2 separate regions of the Triticum aestivum genome follow, and region 2 is linked to region 1. A link is a contact called in public Hi-C data. All regions are on one chromosome and are shown on one strand. Each heading gives the region's core, a stretch centred on a gene start, on an enhancer-like site or on the middle of the called end of the contact. The rest is flanking DNA. Distances are from core to core; before and after follow the strand shown.

Region 1 (3,806 bases), core at 348-2,847:
TTCTATTAGGCTGGATATGAGGTCCGGTTTGCCATGCCGGATCCGGCCCACGCTGGCCCGCCCAAACCACACATATTCACCCCCATCCGCGTCCCGGGCGAACCCTAGCCACTCCACTCCGCACCTAAGCTCCTTTCCGGGCTTCTCTGGCATGGCGGGCAGCGGATCTGACTTTGAGATCTCCCGATCCGTCGACTGGGACTTCGTACCATGTGGGGATGAGGAGGACATGAACGTTCGCATGGCTCTCCGCCGCTCCCGGGAGTGCGCCCGATCGCGGTTGGACTCGATGTAGCGGGAATCCATTGCGTTCACGTAGATGGTGCTTGGATCTGGTGGGGCTGGTGGCTCGTGGCGCATGACGACGCCCTCACCGGACACGACGACCACCATCCGACACTGTGACTCTAGGTTTGCGGCGCAATGCCTTTGACATCGCCTTGTCCCCGTGCGTTGGGCTCTTAGTCAGAGGTCAATGCCGGCATGTCTCACGGCCCGTCCGCTGTAAACGTGTGACGTGCCTGCAGTGCGAGGAAGAGGGTGCATGACAATGTGCCAGGCCTCGAGGGCGAGGTTGCGCAGGCGGAGTCGCACACCGCCTTGGACAATGAAGCCCTCCGTGCACGCATCATCGACAACGGTGCACGCCCTTGCAAGGGGCCAAAGACGGGCGATCTATGCCAAGGCAGGACTGCTCCCCAAAGAGGAGAAGGAGGAAGCCAGTGACGGGTCGGACAGCTCCGATAGTGAGTAGATCCGACTCAATCTATTTTGCGTATTCGACTGCTACTTCCACGACAAAACGACAAGGGCAAGGGTCGTCATGGATGAACTTTCGCCATAGCTCTAGTTTGTTGAAGATGCCAATTTTCGGTAGTCCGATGGCTTGTACTCCCTCTGTTCCTAAATATAAGTCTTTTTAGAGATTCCAATAGAACTACATATGGATGTATTTTAGAGTCTTTTTAGAGTTTAGCCTGTATTGAAATATCTAAAAAGATTTATATTTAGAAACGGAGGAAGTATAAACTAGCAGGGCATATGTCAATTTTTGATTGTCCGATGGCATGCATGATGAAGTAGTCGGACGTCGTGTGTGGGATCGAGAAGTATTACTTGAGTTAGTTTACGCCGCATGTAACTATGTGGGTTTGAAGATTTGCTAACGGGGTGCCCGGTTGTGGACGCAGGCATTTGAGGATTCATGAATCATATGTCTGTGGACGTTAGAGGGTCGGGTATGGTAGGTCCAGCTGTAGATGCTCTCATATATTAATAATGGTCTTATTATATATTTTGATTTTGAGACGAAGGAAGTAGTACATTTTATAGTATGGTATGGTCCACACGCCAACGCTGACGGCCTTGTCGTCAGTCAGCCTCAGTTGGCTGGCTGGCTGGCGCGTCTCAACGTTTTTTCCTTCCTTCCTTCCTTGAACAGAGCGGGCACGCGGCCAACTACCAGTTTTGGCTTGGGGGTCTGCCTTGGACGGGCCTGGCCTTGAAGTTGAACCCCTTCCCTTCGCTGTCACGAGAAAGAGAAAGATCCCCGATTCCTCTTCTGCGGCGCTGCTGATCAACGCCGGCCCGCCGGTCGTACGAGTACCACCGTCCGCCAACGACTTCCGTCGGCTCCAGTCCAGAGGACCGGCTACGCGCCATCCGCCACACGATCTCTCCTTCTCGTTCGTGTTCGTTCGTTAAAACCCTTCCTTTTGTCCGCGCGACCTACGCCAGCTCTTTTCCTTTCGCATATCCTACTATTCTCTTCTCTCCTCCCCTGTCCCAGTCCCCCACCGGCCCCGCCCTCCCCGCCACGCCACCTCTCACCTCCCGCGTCTCACCGGCAGCCGCCGCCACCATGCCGCCGCTCCCGACGATGACCCACTCCTCCTCCTTCCTCCTCCCGTCCCCTTCCCCGCCTGCTCCTCCGACCGGCGCCGACGCCGAGAACGCGGTCTCCTACGCCGTCGTCGTCCTCAACCAGCGCCTCCCGCGCTTCGCGCCCCTGCTCTGGACCCGAGGTAACCAACCAGCCCAACCAATGCGCCCCTCCCTCTCTCTCCTCCCCAACGCTGCGGCCTCTTCTCATTACTGTCCTGATGGCTTCGCCTCTCTGTCGTGTGCTAAACTGACGCTGTTCCTGTGTCGTCCCGTGCGCAGCGCGGCTGCGGGTGTGCGCGGACGGCGGCGCAAACAGGGTCTTCGACGGCATGCCGGACCTGCTCCCCGGCGAGGACCCCGACGAGGTCCGCGTCAGGTGATTAATCAAAGTCTTCTCTGCCTTGCTTTTTCTTTAGCCTGATAGCTGCGTGCCTACGCTTCCCACCTGTTCCTGGTTGACTCTGCCTCTCCGCGGATCAATGCCCATCACGTGCTTGTTGGAATGCGTCTGAGATAGCTGTAAAATAAAATAAAATTCCTTTTGGTTTGTATGCCTGTGCTGTTGCGTGCAAGCATAAACGCTGGCATGCCAATGAGTTCTGACGAGCCTTTGGTTGACCTATTTTGGCATGGTCCTTCTCAGCATCTGCCTTGTTTGTTTTCGCAATACATTGTACGCTATATTTGGTACGGTATGTGTTTAGTCAAAAACTCCAAGTTACCCCTTATATGCCTTGCCTGCATGTGCTCGGCCACAAATTCAGAGTTTTCTTGAGACGAGACGAATCAACTACTTCAGCTAAACAACTGTCAGTCTCTGTCATTTTTGAATGGCTGATACGCATTTTCACTTGTTATTCTTCTTGAAACATACTCTATCAGTACAAAGTTCAACTCTGCTTGGGTTATCTATGTAATGCTCAAGAGTTGTTTATATGAAGGAAAAATGTTCTCAAGTTTACCTAAGGTGCCACCAGAGGGCTTGGCAGATTAATCATACAACAGCGATATAGTATGCATCGCATTTTGAATAATTTATTTATACTGTATCAATGAACACATTTAGTTCTTCGCCATGCCAGATAGTAGTTGGGAAGAGATTTTAAAACCTATTTATTGGTAGTTGGGAGGTAGGTTTAAGACAGATTTCTTTGCTGGTTGTCTGTATGTGACGATTTCATTCATTAATTTGTCCTTACCTTCCTGCAGGTACAAGCCCGATGCAATCGAAGGAGATATGGATTCTGTAAGGCCAGAAGTGAAGGAATACTATTCCAGTTTGGTAACTAATTTAAAACTCCTTCTATCATACCTTGCTGAAAATGAGATGCTGAACCAAAAATAATATTGTATGCAACACCTGTCCAGGGCAGTTTCTACTATGTTAGGGAGAAAGATATCATGCGTAGCAAAAAACAAGCAGGCAGAAAGATATCATTTATTGGCCATCTTGGTCCACATGAATATGTTTGTGATTCTCTTTTGGACTGTCCTGGTAAACTGCTGAAATAATTACATTGATTAAGTTGTCCAAATTGTCCTAGAAAACCAGGAAGGGAGCGATGCCTTGTTTTATTGTATTTTTTAGTAGGCTTTTGTTTCTATACCAGTATTTTTGGTATGCTTGTCCTGGTAAATGCAAGTACTATTTCAGTGTTGATTAAATTGGCATGGCCAGTTGTAACCCTAGCCGTGAAAGGAGCGATGCCTTGTTTTATTGTATTTTTTAGTAGGCTTTTGTTTCTATACCAATATTTTTTGGTATGTTTGTCCTGGTAAACGCAAGTACTATTTCAGTGTTGATTAAATTGGCATGATCAGTTGTACCCCTAGCCGTGAACCTCAAGTTTCTTCCTGGAAATGTTGTGGAGTGGCAGCAGGGATAATGTAAATGTAAACCAAGTTTATGTACATTTGATTTG
Region 2 (3,806 bases), core at 762-3,261, 420 kb before region 1:
GGGTTGTCGTGCTGGTGGCGGCGACGAAGAGATCACGTTGGCGGCTAGGGTGTCCGATCTGGATCCCATTCGGATCTGGATGGTGGTTCCTCGAGCCGTCGTGCGCATCCTTTGTTCCGGCGCGGCAAGCGGCCTCTGGACTAGGCACGCGACACGAGGACGTCGGGGGCTTCGGCCCTTGGCATGGAGGTGGTGGCCATCTTCTTCACCGGAGGTGGTCGGCTAGATGGTTGTGAATTCTCGCATCCAGTCCCGGCATACAGTGGGGAGACGGGGCTGCCGGTGAAAACCGTGCTATGACTCGGGTCATGGCGGGCGATGGCGGCGTTTTCGCGTCGTTATCTTGTTGAAGACATCGCCTCTGCAGCTTCTGTCGACTTGCTTGCGCTGCTCTGGGTGAAAACCTTGATCCGGAGTTTCCGTATCGGACGATGGCGGTGCTTTTGGGGCGTCGATTTCCCTCATGGGGGCATCGTTTTTTGAGCAGCGGCTGGATGCAGGACGAGAGGACGGATTCTTTGGTGGAGCGGTGCAGCATCTCACTCATTGATGGCGGCGGGTCTCGGCGGCATGGCGCCGTGGTGACTCTGCGTCCGATGCGCAGAGATGGACTCGCGCAGGAGGGTGACGCGGTCTGGCGTCGTGGTGGCGTCGACGGCAGCTAGACGGGGCAAGGTAGATGCAGCAGTACAGCTCTGAAGATGGATTGGTGGCAGGTGGCTGTGGCGGCCTCAGACCCGGCAGGCGTCCTGGTTGAGGAGTGCACCGGACTGGTAGGTGGCCCATACCCGGCAGGCGTCCTGGATGGGACCTCAGGTCATAGATGTTAGGTTTGGCTGCGAGGTCTGTTTGGTATTAGGCCCAGACTATCAGCATCCCTTCATCTCTTGGATAGGAGTAGTGACACTTTTGTTGCCTAGACGGTGGCTTCAGTCTTACTGTTGTATGACTTTGTAAGGTTTTGTGTGAATAATTAATAAAGTGGCTGCATGCATCGTTCACATGCAGAGGCCGGGGTCCTCCTCCATTTCAAAAAAAAATCGTGTGTGCACACGGATTTTGCGCGCTCGGAAGAATAATATGGAGATCTCCCGTTGCGACGATATAGTTTACGCTGCATTATTAGCAGAGTTGTAGTTGCTGGTCTGCACAAGCTTCCCTCCCAACCTCCCGGTTTTGTGGAAGGCCTTGCTTTGTTTAACAGGTCCGGTTTCTAACTCGGTGAATTGGTATGGTCCGGCAGCATTTTCCTTGTGAGTTTGAAGCTAATTAGTTAGGTGGTAGCCGATTCTTCAGAATTCGATCTCAGTTTTATATAGTTCACGCTGCATATCCTTTTTCTGTCAGAGCTGGTGGCGGATTTCACTAATCCAGCAAGAGCGTGAGTAAAATAAAAAATCACAGCTTCTTATTCTCAAGCAGTTCTGCTTACTGAAAAAGAAAAGAAAAGAAAAACTTTGTTCAATTCTGCAATGTGCGTACATAAAGTGATGTTGTTATAGACAAAACAAAGTTGAGGGCCTGACATGAGACAAGGGGGGGACACAACGACTCAAGTTTGTCGCCCCACGGTCATGAACACTTAATGGAAAACGAGAGAAAACCGAACTGGCCCGAATGCTTAATTAATCGATTAGGTGCAAGTACTTATCCTTCCTTCAGGCAGCTAACGTACATGGCTACATGCCTGCTTTCTTTCTACTCGCCAAAACAAAACAATCTATTTTTTGACATATATGGGTCGAAATAGTACGTTTCGATCATCCATTTTTAAACTTGATCTCACACATGTTGAGCATTGCATTACATTGTGGTTTTAATTATATATCCATGTTTCAACTCTTGATGAATCACCAAACGTGGTGCTAATCGCATGCTGATTCGTACTACAGTACTAGTAGATGACTAGATGGAGCATAAACAACTTTGGTGCCGCACTATTCTATCCCAAGGTGTGACGCTCACAACACTGCCATTAACAAAATCCAGACCCTGAATAAATAGGCCAAACAGCAGCAGCAGAGCAGGGCCGAGCGGAGCCGAGCAGAGCAATCTTCTTCTTCTTCGTTCTCTCTTCAATGGCCAAGATCCAGCCCCTCCCTGCGCCCCCCTCGCCGTCGTCCTCCGATGATCACCTCCAGGGCCAGCGGGCCAGGCAGGCATACACGGTGTGGATGAAGTCGCTGGTGTTCAACGGCAACGGCTGCGCGGTCTACGGCCCCGACGGCAGCGTCGCCTTCCGCGTCGACAACTACGGCTGCAGGGGCGGCCGCGAGGTCCTCCTCATGGACCGCGCCGGCAACGCCCTCATCAGGTTCAGGCGCAAGGGCTTCGGCATGTTCAGGAGATGGGAGGTCTGCCGGTATGAGGAGGGGGAGGAGGCGACGGCGTGGTTCAGCGTTCGGCGGGCCAAGAAGGGCGGGGCCGCCGTGGCGATGCACGGCGGCGCAGCGACCTGCTACAGGATCGACGGGGGCTGTGCGCGCAAGCCTGAGTACAGAGTGAGCGGTGTAGATGGCTCGGTCGTGGCGGAGGTGGCGCGGAAGCAGACGGCGGCGGGGGTGGTGCTGGGGGAGGACGTGCTGACGCTGACGGTGGCGCCGGAAATGGATCAGCTGCTCGCCCTGGGCTTGGTCGTCGTGCGTGGCCTCATCAACCGCTCCTTGTGAGTTGTGACCCTCTTCTTCTAGTTCAGGTTCAGGTCTCTGTAGGAAGCAACGTTTTTTTCTGACGAACAATTCATCAAGTTTTTTCCCATGCCGATTGGCATGGTGACTCTTTTTGGTGTATGACTTTTCCCCCTTTCTCAAAGGGTTTTTCACGACCATAGTTTCAACACAATGAAACAAGGTTACACGGTGATTGTATAAATCTTTGGATGTGTTCGGTTTCCAGGTTGTCTATGTGTTATCCTCAGTTTGTGGGAGTACTTAGTTTAGTTGTACAATGAAACACAAATGTTAGCCTATGAGACTCCAATTTAAGACTTTATGATCCCACACAGAATAAATTGAGAGGCATCAAAAATGTTTCTACATCGGCCTCTTGGAGAAGAGGCTGATACACACAAAAACGTTAGCCAGTCACTACTCACTGGCATACACAGCAAGCAGCAGTTATCGCACTGAGAATGGCTAGCACGAAGAAGAAAGTTGAGTTGGGCACACCACAACTTCAACGCAAAGAAGAAAGAAAGAGCGCGCGTCAACATCAGCCTACCAAAACGACGTCTGTGCCACTGCCAGCCTTATTAAACTCAGTCAATTTATCGAGGAAACCGGAGTACAAAGTGTGTACAACAAGCGGAAGACCAGTACGCATAGGCGGCGACGGAGATAGCTGCCGGCTTGAAAAAGAGCAGGCGAGCAGCAGACCGTCTCTCTCCCTCCCTCCCAAAAGGTTGCAATAATTCACGGGGCTGAGATGTACAATACGTGACAAGTGGTGGCCAATATGAACTTGAGCCTATAACCGGAGAAAAAGAAAAAATTGAGCCCATTTGCCCTTGGCGGTGCCTGGCCACATGATGAGCAACATCACACTCGGCTGTCAGTGGACCTGAAATACAACTCCACGTCTAGTTTGACCTTCTCAAACCACCAATCTGGCTCGTCCTTTTCATCAAGATTTTTGCTGATATTTTTTAACAATAAAAAAAGACCTGGTTGATTATGCGCCATCTTCATTTTGTAGCAGCTCACACTTTCCATAACATACCTGACAGTTGCATCCAGAATTTGTTAGGTTTCCCTCTATCAAAAAGGCTGGCTATACAGCCGCAAAAAAAGGCTTGCTATACCCACCTC

Evidence for each region. Hi-C and Micro-C count contacts between places; a contact is called where the count stands out from the background.
Region 2: a Hi-C map of leaf shows a contact between it and region 1, with 2.4 times the contacts expected there. The contact joins the promoter of LOC123075355 here to the promoter of LOC123080433 in region 1. A contact is called at or near these places in 2 of 5 Hi-C or Micro-C datasets (both in leaf).

Annotation. Positions count from the first base shown.
Region 1 is chr3D:552,752,059-552,755,864 of IWGSC CS RefSeq v2.1, reverse strand. It overlaps LOC123080433 (thiamine pyrophosphokinase 1), which reads left to right and starts at 1,597. Exons shown (of 6, transcript XM_044503359.1): 1 at 1,597-2,024; 2 at 2,164-2,260; 3 at 3,094-3,166. The coding sequence starts at 1,862.
Region 2 is chr3D:553,172,755-553,176,560 of IWGSC CS RefSeq v2.1, reverse strand. LOC123075355 (protein LURP-one-related 11-like) reads left to right here and starts at 2,011. Exons shown (of 1, transcript XM_044497983.1): 1 at 2,011-2,887. The coding sequence starts at 2,079. The coding sequence ends at 2,669.